3 separate regions of the Mus musculus genome follow, and all the other regions are linked to region 1. Evidence: chromatin contacts called from public Hi-C data. All regions are on one chromosome and are shown on one strand. The core of a region is the stretch at or near the end of the contact, and the rest is flanking DNA. Distances in the headings are between cores, read along the strand shown.

Region 1 (4,434 bases), core at 1,006-3,505:
GTGGTAGTAGTGTTTGTGGTGGTAGTGGTTGTGGTGGTAGTGGTGGTGGTGGTGGTGGTTGTGATGGTAGTGGTTGTGGTGGTGGTGGTTGTGGTGGTGGTGGTTGTGGTGGTGGTGGTTGTGATGGTAGTGGTGGTGGTGGTGGTGGTTGTGATGGTAGTGGTTGTGGTGGTAGTGGTTGTGGTTGTGGTAGTGGTGGTGGTGGTGGTGAAGAAGGATGAGGAGGAGGAGAGGAAAAAGAAAGGAAAAGAAGAGAAAGAAGAAGAGGAAGGGGATGGAGGAATAGGAAGCAGAAGGAGAAGAAAAAGTGGAAGAAGAAGAGGAGAAGGAAAAAGTATAGGGGGGATACAGGAAGGAGGGAGAAGAACTGAAGGTGGAGGAAGAGGAATGGGAAAGAAGACACAGGAAGAATGAGAAGGAGGAGGAAGATAGGTACAGAGAGGCAAAACAGTCACACAGAGCAGAAGAGGGTCCCAAGAGAAACAGCATCATCAGTGATGGCGACAGCTGTAGTCATTCAGTGTTCCTCCTCTAGACATTTCATCACACAGTTTTCACACGTGACATCACTTAGACAACACTGTCATCCCTTGCAAATAACAAAACCACGGCCTGGAGAAATTTTTTAAATGTACCTGTGTCAGTAAGATGCCTGAGCAAGTGAAGACAGTCGCCACCAAGCCTACCCACCTAATTCCATCCCATGGTGGAAGGAGAGAACTGACTTCTGTAAGTTGTCCTCTGATCTCCCTCCATGCATGCACATAGAGGCTATCCTCTGTTACACACACAGACACACACACACAGACACACACACACAGGATAGATAGATAGATAGATAGATAGATAGATAGATAGATAGATAGATAGATGATAGATAGTCTAAAATAACACCCCCCTAATTCACACTACTAAGAAAGAGAACAGTCTGAAGGGCCATGAAATTGCTCAGTCAGAAAAGTATTCACTGCACAAGCGTAAAAACCTGATTCAATTCTCAGAGCCCATGTGAAAAAGTTGGACATGACAGTGTAATACCAACACTAAGAGATGGAGACAGGGGCATCCCCAGGGCTAACTGGCTAGCCTAGCTTTCTTGGAAAGTCTTGAGTCTGTCAAAACCCTGTCTCAAAAATCAGTAGGTAGATCATATACTGAGGAATGATAATAGAAGCTGTCCTCTGTTCCAGACATGCACATACGTGCGCACACACACACACACACATAGAAACACATATGCACATGTGTGTGTTCATACACACAGAGAAAGAACAAATTATTTGAAAGCCACTGTTTTAGCATGTTAGTTGTCGATGGTTCTATAACACAATGCCCTGATGTGTCAGTACTTAGTGGGTCAGGAATCCAGGCGTGGCTTAGTAGGTGCCTCAGCTTCCCTCGGGGTCTATAATCAAGCTGTCAAAGAGGTCTGAAGTCTAATCCAAAGGTTTAACTGGACAAGCCTCCATTCCTCACCTCACTCAGGTGGGAAATCTCTTGGCAGGATTTATTTCTTAGTGGTCTGTTGGGCTAAGGGTCTCGGTTTCTTGCTGCTAGTCAGAAATGAGTCACTAGACTGAGTCTACACTTAAGGGAAGAGGGTTACACCAAGAGTTGCTGGTCCCTGAGACTGTGTTAAAGGCTGTTTACCCACAGCTGCTTTCCCTTTGGATTAAGCAGACTGCATTAATATGCACACGATTTAGTCTTCTGAAAGGGCCTTTTCCCGGTCTCACATGCATTGGCTGCATTTGTCTTGCCCACACCCTTGTGGGATTTCCTGATGCATTTGAAATCTAGTCTCCTTTTGGTTGCAATCTTCTTCCTCCTCACTTCTCCTCCACTCCTGAAATCTTCACTCCAGAGAAGCCTCATGCATCACATCTATCCTGGGAGCACCTAATCCAGTGTCGAGATTTACAGATAAGAGCATTGAGACTCAGATTCAGTCAAGAGAAGGGGCCTCCCCCAAATCCCACAGGAAGCCATAGGCAGGCAGGGCAGGGACCCTGAGCCTCATCTGCAGCATATCCCTACACACCAAGATCCTTGCTGCGAAATCAATCCAAACCAGGCTCTTGAGCTCTAGGGGAAATGCAGACATTTCATCAACATACAAATGAGGGAAACACTTTGGTGGCTCTTCTCCCCCTGTCCCCATCCTTTGCTTCACAGGGGGCTGGCTTCGTTCCCTCCTGGGAACGGGAAGAGCTCACTAGTTAGCTGAGCTGTGAGCAAGCCTTTTTGTGTGAAAAGCCGAAGAGTCCAGGAGGATACAGCTTCTCTGTGGTCACACAATGCCCTCTAGCCTTGAGTCAGGGTAGTTCCAGGAGGAAATTTTGGAAAACAATGAAGGACTGTGAATCGCACAAAGCCCACTGTGCCCTTAAGACAAAGCTGTACGATCTGGAGATCCTGAGGACCCAAGAACTGCCAGAGAACTGCCATGAGAAGCACGGGCACGGTGCAGCAGTTCCTGAGAGTCTGTCTGTCCCTTTCAGACTCTCAAGAGGGACCACAGCAGCATCCATGAACAAAAGGGTTGAGATCTTTTTTGTAACTTTCCAAATATCTGAAACATTTTCCCTGATGTAAAAAAGATTAACAAATGATCGTGCACCTCTTATTTGGCTTTTGGAGTGCAGGGGATTCATCTCAAGCCCTGCACGTGCTAGGAAACGCTGCCAGGGCTTCATCTACAGCCCACCTGTCATATATCCAGTCCAAACACTGTGGGCTTAATGTCACACATCTGCCCTGTCCTGTCCACCATTCAGAGTATTATACTCCTTCATCTGAATAGGCAATAGAAAGCTGGTGTTTGTATTACAGGTTTACTCAATAGATGTCTACTAATTACCTATGTGCTGTGTGTTAAGGACATGAGCCGAATGAACTCCTGAGGTATTAAGTAATCTCTCTCCAATTTCCACCTACTTTCTTGCTTCTGAGCTGTGCAAGTCCCTGGAGCCCGCTCAGATCACCTTCAGTGCCAGGGTTGGAGATGTTCAAAGCATCTCTTTTCTTATCCACTAAAATGGTTCCAGGGCATCAACATTCCAAGGTAACCCTTGGAACTGAGCTAAGTTCACCAGAGGAGAAGGCAGCTGCACTTGCCCCTAGAGTAGAACCTGCAAGAAAGCAAAGGCAAATCAGGCAAAGAGAGCTAAGCCCAGGAGAAAATACATCTGATGGTGGCCTGGGCCCTAGGCCCTTCATCTATCTTCTAAGAAAACAGAAACTGGCGTTCTATTATTGTCAACAGAAAATGTCATCGGTGGATCATCAGTCCTTAAGGAGCTCACAGTCCAGTAAGGCAAAGTGTATCTGATACAGAGTACTATGTGAGCATGATTGTTAGTATGGAAACATGCCTACAAAGGTGGTTTGTTTTTTCTGAAAATAAATAGAGGGAATATTAAAGAATCCCCCATAGGAAGTCTGCCTTCTGCTGTGATGTGCCAGAACAATTTGGACAGGCAGCAATGACCAGGAGGAAGGACACGGATACATAAAAAGTAGAGAGAGGCAGGACCATGTTCCAAAGTAAGCCTGTGCATTGGGGAAGTTTCCCTTAGGAAGGATTCAGAATCTTTATAAGGACAGTGAAGCTATATCTTCTGGACATGTGTACATGTATGTCCCACTCAAAAACTCACAAGATTTGATAACACTGAGTCCAGCCAGTATTCCAGCACAGGCTGGAAAGTAGCTCCTGAGACCATGACTCCCATTTGAGGAGCTGTTGGCAGTTAATGGTTGCTGGTGATAGGAAAAGTCCTTTTCTTCAGGGCTATAGCCTCTGGTAGGTTGCCCATGATACAGTAACTCCCACCCAAAACAACAGAAGGCATGAGAGCAAGTGGAGCTCCTTGGAAAGAAGAAGAGGCTCCACAGAAGTCTAAGGAGGATAAAAGATGATGAAGAGAGAGAGGGGGGTGAAAATACATGTATGAACTGGTCAAAGGTAAGTTTAAATTGGGATTTCATGTGTCACTGAAATGACTCAGACCTCAGCTATTTGGACCACAAAATAAGATCATACTTATTTGCTAAAATCCTTTATGAGCTACATCACATGCCAGAAAAGTTACCTTTTCTAGGTGTATATTTAGTGAATTTGGGTGTGTTTATAAAGTTTATAACGATCATCAATAACCCATAGTCATCTCTATGACTCCATCACACACTCCTGTTCACTCTTCCTCTTGGGCCTAACAGTGCTAATGTTTTCTGTCTCTGTGAATTTGACTATTCTTGAATTGCTTTTTATTGATATTGTGTTTATATTATTTTATTATTATTTTTAAGGTGCTGGAGATCAAACCTTAGTCTCTGTGCATGTACTTACTATTGTGACTATTTCTATCTAAGAAAGGGATCGGGAGTGAGGAACAGAAGAAGGGGGGAGAGAGAGAGAGGGAGGGAGAGAGA
Region 2 (4,434 bases), core at 1,187-3,686, 910 kb before region 1:
CCTGGCCTACTATGCAGCAGTTTTCTTTATAATAATAAAAAAAATACTTATATAAATACACATACACACATGTTTCAGTAACATATATGATATATATGATATAGGTTTATACCTAAAGATTTAGATACCTGAAATAAATATATTTATAGGTACATATAGATTTAAATTTGTATGTGTGTATGAATTGTGTGAACTGAGAAACATGTAGGCAGGAGGTCACTCTCAGATGACATTACTCAGGATATGCCCACTTTGGCTCTTTAAACAGAGCCTCTCATTGGTCTTGAGCTGACCAAGTAAACTAAGCTGGTAGCCACCAAGCTTCAGGCAGGAGTCTACCTGTCTCTGTCTGTCTAGCTTTAGGATTATAAGCATACATTACTGAACTATGGAAGTGCTCTGCCACCCAGGATACCTCCACTGCCCACAGTTTTATATTAATTTATTTTAAGATGGTCTGGCTTTGAACACAGTATTCCCAGCCTAGGCATCCCAAGTACCAAGATTTCAAGCATTCACTGCCATAACTAGCTCCAATATTTTAAGCATATTTAGATATGCTTATTAAATAAATATATTTGATTTTATGCCTAACAAACAGCTCCCTAAATGGATGCTCATTTGAAGTAGGTGATCAGCAAGAGGGATTTGTTACTCTTATTCTTGTGATCCTTATTATTTTGATCTTTCTTAACCCTCAGTGATTATGGTATATTACTGTCACCATTTACTCACCAAAACTGGAGCTCAAGCAGGCTGGGGACATGGCCAGGGTGATCAGCATTAAGCAGTGGAACTGGAATGCACTGGCTGCTTCCACAGTGTCTGCTCCATGGTAATGTTGGTTTCCCACACACTCTGAACTTCACTCTGACAGCAGGCCAGGTAAGTAAGCAGTCTTGTGTCCCAAAGTTTGTATGCACTGCAGACAGAGGTCGAATCCACACTTACAGAACTTTGTCTCCAGTATAGCTGCCTGGCAAACTCAGATCTAGATTAGGGCACCTTGAATTCTTTCCAGTGATGATCCTCTTTCACTCAAGAAATCCTAATATCACAACAAGTATATAAGTATATACAATAAATACATAAATCTGTCACTGATAAGCAAAGGAAATCCATTCTAAAACAATTATGATGTATATATAATTGAACACGCGGTAAAGAGCAAACATGCACACTAGGATGGATGTGCTTGCTTTTCTAACACAATCCACTCCAAAGATCTGATATTAACATGCTGTGAGATGATGACAGAAAAATATTTGAAAGTGCTTGCTTTCTGAAATTAAACCACTATAATCCTAGAAGAGTGGGGAAATGTGCGTACTGTAAAACACTGCAGTTGGGCCTGCAAGGTGGTTCAGCAGAGGTAAATGCCTGCCACCAAGCAAGACAATCTGAATTCATTTCCCAGACTCCCCTTGGTAAATAGTAAAAGAAAACCAATCCCCATGTGTTGTCCTCTGATCTCCAAATTCATACCTTGGTACACGTATACCACACACATGGGCATGCACAAAATAAAATGATCATAATTTTTTTTGAAAACTGAAATTTATGACATATGGCAGTCTCAAGTCTAAACTAGGGAGGTGTGGGCATCTTTGATGGTGTGGCACAGGATGCCATCGTGCACAGTGCACAGAGCAATTGTCCTGTGCTTAGAATCAATGCTACAGTGCGCTCTCGGAAGCCATGCAGGGGAACACTTTTGGAAACAACCTGAATTCATCCTGCTTTGGTTTGAACTGTTATTTGGTCACTGTGCGTCCAGAAACTTTTCTCTCTTGTCACAATAGTGGGTGGGATCCCCACAGTAACCCACAGTGTAAGCAGCTTCGGTCTAGGGGTGCAATGCCCCTCAGGTCCTCAGAGACCACCTTCCATTCCTGTTTCTGCATATCTATGAGCAGACATACTACTGCTCCCAGGATTATCCCTCAGGACGGTAAGAATGTGCAGGTGACTTTGACATCCTAGCTCTCTCTGACTGAAATAGACAGATGGTGTGTCGCCTGAATGAAGCAAAAAGTCAGAAGGAGCTAGAGTATTCCCCAGACTCGGGAAACAGAGGGAGAAAAAAGCAGGCGTAGGTAGGAAATAGAAGTGCAGAGACCCAAATAAAGTAGGGTAATAGTGCCAAGCGGGCAGGGAATGGCTGCGAAGGCACAGAATGCAAATTGGAAGTTCAGCCTCCAGATGCCAGCAAATGTTAAATCTCCCACAGCCCCAGCATCTCAGCTCCCGCTCCTTGCAGAACCCACGTTCAAGCAGACAGTAATAACTGCAGGGAGCAAAGCAGCCGCTTCCTGTTCACACGTGGGAAGTCAAACTTCCTGCAGCCACGCCAGGAAGTTGTGTGGAACAGAGAAAGCAGGTCACAGGCATAGTGCACAGCTTGCCTTTTATCTCCTCCAAACACTCCCAGGCTGGCTAGAGTGAGGGATTGCAATTCATTACTGTAAGGAGGACTTCAGCCCAGAACCCTCATGCAGCTGGATGGGACTGTCAGTGGACCAGCTGGCTGCCGCTTTCTGCGTTTAAGTTTTCCTAAGTTATGTGACTAGATGATGTATTGTCCCTCCAACTACTTCCCTTTGTCTGAAGACCTGTTCTGCTCTCGCTAGTGTGTATGGTGGGGGTGGGGTAATTCAGAAAGACAGCTAAAACAATGCTTTAACCGAGAAGCACAGGAAGTGAAAACCCTATGGGTCATTCTGTTTTGATGACGTCACTCAAATACTGGTCTCCAGAATCATTTCTCCTTGGTACAGTGGAAGAAAAACACACAACTTTCCTGGTTGAAAAGTAAGTTTTCTGCTACTTAAAATAAAATGGCCCACAGGAGTTCATTTAAAACACACACACACACACACACACACACACACACACACACACACACACACACAGGAAGAGAGAGAGAGAGAGAGAGAGAGAGAGAGAGAGAGAGAGAGATGTGTTTTCCATCAAGTTAAAAACCTAATTATAAACAAATACACAAATGGAAAAATAGACAGCAAAATGTAGCAGTCTCAGGTTCTTAATATTCTTTTCTGAATACACTTGTAAATTTTTTTTTACTGCCTTCACAATTCTCATTATCATCTTTGGTCTTCTCATCCCTCCTCCTCCTCCCTCCCCCACCCCACATCTTTCCCAAGAGCCCTGTGATCTTAAAACAATTTAATTAGCCTCCCTGAGCTTTCATATCATCAAATCCCCTCATCTGGCTCTACTATGGGTTCAAGGCTGCAGAACACTCAAGCCTTTGGCTTGAGGACAGATATAAACTCCCATATTTTGAGGCTAGCTAAAAAGGGCAAGAACCCCAAATGAGATTAGAGTAAAAACCACAGAGGGATTGCCCACTTATTAAAACACTTGAACATCGTCACAGTGTGTTGTCCGTGTGCCCCATCAGCCTGTCCAGTAAGGTACCGGGAGTCTGTGCTTTGGGTCTGCAAGGCAGGAAAGGTGCCGAGATCCAGAAGGCAGCAGAGACCCTAAGCTTTGGGGGTACTCTGCCCCATGTGTAGGTCCCACTGATTGCACTTGACACAGGGTGAAGACATGACCATATTCAATGCACTTCTTCTTTAAGAAAACAGGAAAAACTCAGATTTTCCTGAAATCTTATTTCAGAAAGAAGTGTCCAACAGAGTTCTGAGAATATAGGAATAAGAGAAAAATGCCCTAAGGACCTACCTCACTGTTTTTGCCTTTTCCCCTTCCACAAACTTCAAGATTTTCCTCTCCACACCCAAAGAGCTGGAGTGATGGCTCAGTCACTAAAGCACTTGCCACAAATATGAGCACCTGAGTTCAAACCCAGAATCAACACTGAAAAGCCTGGCACAGTGACACATGAGGGTAATCCCAGTATTGGAGAGGCAGATCTCTGGGCCTCCCTGACCACTGAGCAAAACCTGTCAGGTTCCAAGTCAGTGAGATCTTACCACTATTAAAGAGGATCTGAGTTTTGTTCCCAGCACCCACATGGAGGCCGATAAGCATCTGTAACTCCAGTTCTCCAGATCAAGAATTTGAAGGAACATAATCTCTGGGGTAGATAGGTAATGAAAATACCAGAGGATGGGATAGGTTGGAGTACACTGAGGGGGGCAGATAAATGGATCTTCTGGCTTCCCCCAAATAATTTGAGTTGTGGTGAAAGGAAACTTTGAAAAGGAATTGAAATGGGTGCTATAGAACTCTACTCATGGTTGTCCTCTGGCTTCCGTAGCTCTCACTCATATGTGTTATCTTTCTCCCCTACCCTTTACATGCACACACTCGTGGACACACAACACAAATTACTGTTACCAAGACCTACTTTTGCCCCACATACATAGGATTAGAAAATGAAGGTTAAAAAAAAGAGCAGAGCATGATGGTACACAACTTTAATAACTTGGGAGGCATAGGCAGATG
Region 3 (4,434 bases), core at 606-3,105, 530 kb before region 1:
ATGAAGTTACGCAGAGGCTCATTGTGACTGGTTTACTCTTACTATTATTTCAATCGCGATAAGAACTTACAGAAGCAAAGCTCTGCAGGCCCCAGGAGAGAGTGTAAAAAAACGATTGCTTGTCTGGTCCAGACAAGGCTTCTGTAGTCAGGTAATTTCCATGCCTAACAGCTTCCAAGTCTGAGCATTTTGAAGCGCTTGCCTGGCCTGGCCTGGCCTGGCCTCTTCACAAACTGAGTTTTCAGTAAGATAATGATGTGCCAGGCAGCATGTATGCATAGATTCCTGTGACCTGCTGCTGTTGGGATTGGTGGGCCTGCCTCTAACTCTGAAGAATACACACTGTGGTGCCTGGACAATGCTCTTTGATCCTAACCTCTCCAAACCTACCCTGTCTGGTACTGGAAATGGATAGCTTTAATCACACAAGCACTTTAGGATACTCATAGCTAGTCACTGATGCATCTCATTTTCTTCTGCCATGAACTCACAAGGCAGGGTGGTACTGGTCAGCAGAAGTTGCCTTGGGAGGGATTTTGATGACTGAACCTCCAATGTCACTTACATTACAATTGTGGACACAGCTGGGGCCCCTGTGCCAGTGATTTGGTGGTTCAATAGTTCATAAATAAATGAACAGGGCAGGCTTAGACAGGACTGCCCGTATTCCAGATTGTACCATGGATCCAAACCCTTACAGTAACACTGGACCTTTTGGTACCACATACCACTTTCATCCTGGTTCCAACCAAATCTCTTATGTACTTTCCTCATCTTTACCACCAGCACTTACCAAGTTCACTCTGTGTATGCACACACTCATCTTATCCAGCAATCCTCCAAGGCTAGAAATGTTCTTTTCTCTTTGTTTTACAGAAGGAAGGAAAAGAAGGGAGGGAAGAGGAAGAGAGGCAGAGAGAGAGAGACTGAGGGATGAAGAGAGAAGGACACAGTTGAGACTAACCTTTCCAAATCTTAAAGCTAATAAGCTACAGTGTCCGGATTTCAACCGAGGCCTTCCTTCCGACTGGGATTTAATCACCTCACTATTTCGCATGAACAAAACCAAATTACTTCCAATTCCCCCAAAGTGCAATTTTCTCATGCCTTTGGGCAGGAATGGATCTGGGTTTTGTAAGGGCTGAAAGTTTATACTGTTTTGGAAAGCCTACTTAAGGAAAAAAAGAGACAAACAAAAGCAAAATAATAATGAAAATTTAAATATGACATGGATACTTATTACAAATACAAAATTATATATTATAAACATAAGAGCTTAGTACCACAGAATCCAGAAAATAAAAAATTTCTATAATAATTTTCTATTTTTTATGGCAAATAGGATTTTTCACATTCCTTTTGAGATTATACTGACCAGCTGCTTCCTTCACATGCACAAAAGTACTGAGACCTCATTTTCTACAGAGAGAATGGAAGATAATGCAGCTTTCTCAGAAATTGGCAAACAATAGCCTGAGGCTAGGTGGTGCTTTTGTGAATAAAGTTTTATTAGAAAACTCGTGTTCACACAGGAGTCAGGACTTGAAGCAGAGGACAAAGTTTAAAACAGCTACTATTACCTGGACCTTTGATTCATAACTTATCCTGGGAAGACACAGAGAAATGTCTACTTACCCCAAACAACACCCCCCCCCCAAAAAAACCCACCATATTTGTAATGGTTTTCTTGGTAGTCAACTTGATCCTCTCTGGAATTTTAGAGAGTCTGTGAGGACACTTCCAGGATGGATTAACTGTTCCAGGATGGATTAACTGAGTAGTAGAAAGTAAGCAGAACCTTCCAACAGAGGCTTGAGGGAAGAGCAGCTGCTTGCTTGCACGCCATCACTTCTTGCTGAGTACATCTACCCAGTTGTCACTGCTACGGCCATTCTTCATTGACATCAGATCTGACTGTCCTGGCCCCTCCAGTTCAGATGAAAGATCAGCACATGTCCAGAAGTGCCACAGACTTCAGCCTTGGCTCAGGCATTTAGCCTTCTGGACTGAGCACCTTCGCATGCCAACAGCCATTGTATAGTACTCAGCCCATAAGCCAGTTCAATAAACCCCCTTCTCTTAGTTCTGTTCCTCTAGAGAATTCTAATACACCATTCAAATCCAGCTTGTTGAGCCAATGAAGTTACTCAGTTACTTACAAGAATAGGAGCGATCCAAAGGCAGCTATATCGCTGCAAAGCCTTCACACAGCATGAACCCCAGTCAACTCCCCTCTCCTCTATATTTTAGCACATCCCCTAAACAATGTGTAGCTTAGATAGAATCAGAAGTAGAGACAACTATGTCATATAATAGTCTCCCTCCTACCCCTCCTACCTCTCCTACCAAAGGCTATAATGTCAACAGTATCATTACCATAGTCCTGACTCTAAGTTTTTTACTGTTGGCACTGCAGGCAAAGGTCACATAGTGATGGTCATATCATGCTCAGCTTAAATAACTATGCTACAACTTTGCATGTGAAAATTTTGCCTAGTGTAGAGAATATTTAAATTCATTGCTCTGAATATTAATTTCACTCATTTCCTCATATAGGTTGCTGTATCTGGTCTAGAAGTACTTGTCCATCAGATCTATCAGAGAAGACCTGGGAAGATGGACCACTGTGGGTCATGTGTCAGTCTGTGTGGACAGGGGGCAGAATACTATACTTCATAACCCTTCAGAACTACACAGAATGCAAAGCCAAATAAAAAAGATGGGTAAAGAAGCTTCGAAAGGATTTGTTACCCAAAAATGTAAGAATGGGAAAACTCACAGACTTTGTTCTTCATATTTATTTGATTAGAATTTAAATATGTTCTCTAATGCTAGTCAATGTTTTTCTCTTTCCCGTTGGACCATTGGCTGTTTGAGACTGACACCCAGGTTTGGATGGAAGTTTATTGCCTCTGATCCAAGGAAGACACTGTATAAATGAATGCCACCTGGGTATTCAAATCTTCATGGATGGAAGTTTAGCTTTGCTATTTTGTAGCAATAGAGTCAGTAGACATTTGTATGCTAGTCCTTTTCTAATTTTGCCCTTAATGTTCTTTGCTGGTGTATAAAATGGGGCACAGAATCATTCAATAGCTTTTCTAAAGCTGCAATAGTGAGCAGAGTCAAACTCCATTCCTATTTAAATGAAAATCCCATACTGTTCCCAGCATTATAAACCTTTCAATGGTAGTCAAAGTGGTAACTTTAATTGGTTGTGGACACCACCACCTGTAATCCCTTAATTAGGGAAGTTGAGTGTGGTGGTTTAAATAGAAATGGCCTCCATAGGCTCATAGATTTGAATGCTTGGTCACTAGGGTGTGGCACTATCAGGAAGTGTGGTCTTGTTGGAGGAAGTGTGTCACTAGGGAAGGAATTTGAGGTTTCAAAAGTTCAAGTCAGGCCTGACAGTATCTCTCTTCCTGCTGCCTGCTGATCGAAATCTCAGCTACTCTCTACTACCAGGTCTGGCTGCATGGCTACCATTTCAATGAACAAAACCTCTGGACTACAGGCCAACCCCAATTAAATGCTTTCTTTATACGAGTTGCTTATGAAGTTATGCAGTATCTTCATAGCAATATAACACTAAGACAGAAGTTCGTACCAAGGAGCAGGGTGTTGCTGTAACAGGCCTGACCATTCATTAGTTTGAAGGAATGTGGACTTTGGAACTTTGGACTAAGATAGCAGTGGAATATGTTAAGTGCTTAATGGGCAATCTGAGTAGGAGCATGGAAGACAGTCATGCTGAGGGTGATTTGAAATGTGGGGTCCTGGTTCAAGAGGTTTCAGAGGGGGAGAATATTATATGTGACCTAAAATTCATATTTGCCTGCAAAACAAACCAGCACCTTCCTAGCCCTAGTCTTGCATACTGCAGTATTTATGTAACTCTATACCCTTTTCTGTTGATCTTTCACCTGTAGTTTTTAATAGTAGCTAACACAATTATGAAAGCAGTTCAGCTCCTTGACACCCACTGTTTGAATTTGTCACATTTTTCCCAGCATATCTCTTGATGAATACATATAATATTTCTGAGTTTATACTTTTCTAGTACTGCAGTAAACATACTTCAACATAATCCCTTATGAAATTTTTTTCTATAAATTATATACCAGGGAGGAAAATAATTGAGCTACAAAAGAAGAAATCTATTTTTTTCAAAACTGTTAAAGTAATTCTAATGAACAACCAATTGAAAAAAATATTGAGTCTTTGCTGATTCCAATATTGTGTTTTATTGCTTCTTAAACTTCAGTGTGCAAATTGATTTCCTGGACATCATGTTAAAATGAAGAATTCAATAAATCTGGTCAAAAATCTCCTGAGTAATATTGGTACTGGTGCCCCATACATATTAGCTATCATCTAAATGAAAACAAGGCCTCATTCTTACAATCCAGTCTACTGGATGCTAGCTATGAG

Evidence for each region. A called contact is a pair of places that touch in the nucleus more often than the background predicts.
Region 2: a contact with region 1 is called in a Hi-C map of cerebral cortex, with 2.4 times the contacts expected there. The contact joins two enhancer-like sites. A contact is called at or near these places in 3 of 484 Hi-C or Micro-C datasets (cerebellum and cerebral cortex).
Region 3: a contact with region 1 is called in a Hi-C map of muscle stem cells, with 3 times the contacts expected there. The contact joins two enhancer-like sites. A contact is called at or near these places in 2 of 484 Hi-C or Micro-C datasets (muscle stem cells and nephron progenitors) and 1 of 9 other capture datasets (embryonic stem cells).

The regions. Positions count from the first base shown.
Region 1 is chr16:8,331,251-8,335,684 of GRCm38.p6, forward strand. No RefSeq gene overlaps it. Among named protein-coding and RNA genes, the nearest start is that of Gm26159, 3.5 kb to the right of the region's middle. Within about 2 kb of position 2,256, at least 51 of the 459 cell types and tissues checked have an H3K27ac peak or open chromatin away from gene starts, as enhancers often do. A contact at or near this core is called in cerebral cortex and muscle stem cells, where this site is marked.
Region 2 is chr16:7,417,520-7,421,953 of GRCm38.p6, forward strand. No RefSeq gene overlaps it. Among named protein-coding and RNA genes, the nearest start is that of Gm29854, 350 kb to the right of the region's middle. Within about 2 kb of position 2,437, at least 95 of the 459 cell types and tissues checked have an H3K27ac peak or open chromatin away from gene starts, as enhancers often do. A contact at or near this core is called in cerebral cortex, where this site is marked.
Region 3 is chr16:7,797,691-7,802,124 of GRCm38.p6, forward strand. No RefSeq gene overlaps it. Among named protein-coding and RNA genes, the nearest start is that of Gm29854, 32 kb to the left of the region's middle. Within about 2 kb of position 1,856, at least 3 of the 459 cell types and tissues checked have an H3K27ac peak or open chromatin away from gene starts, as enhancers often do. A contact at or near this core is called in muscle stem cells, where this site is marked.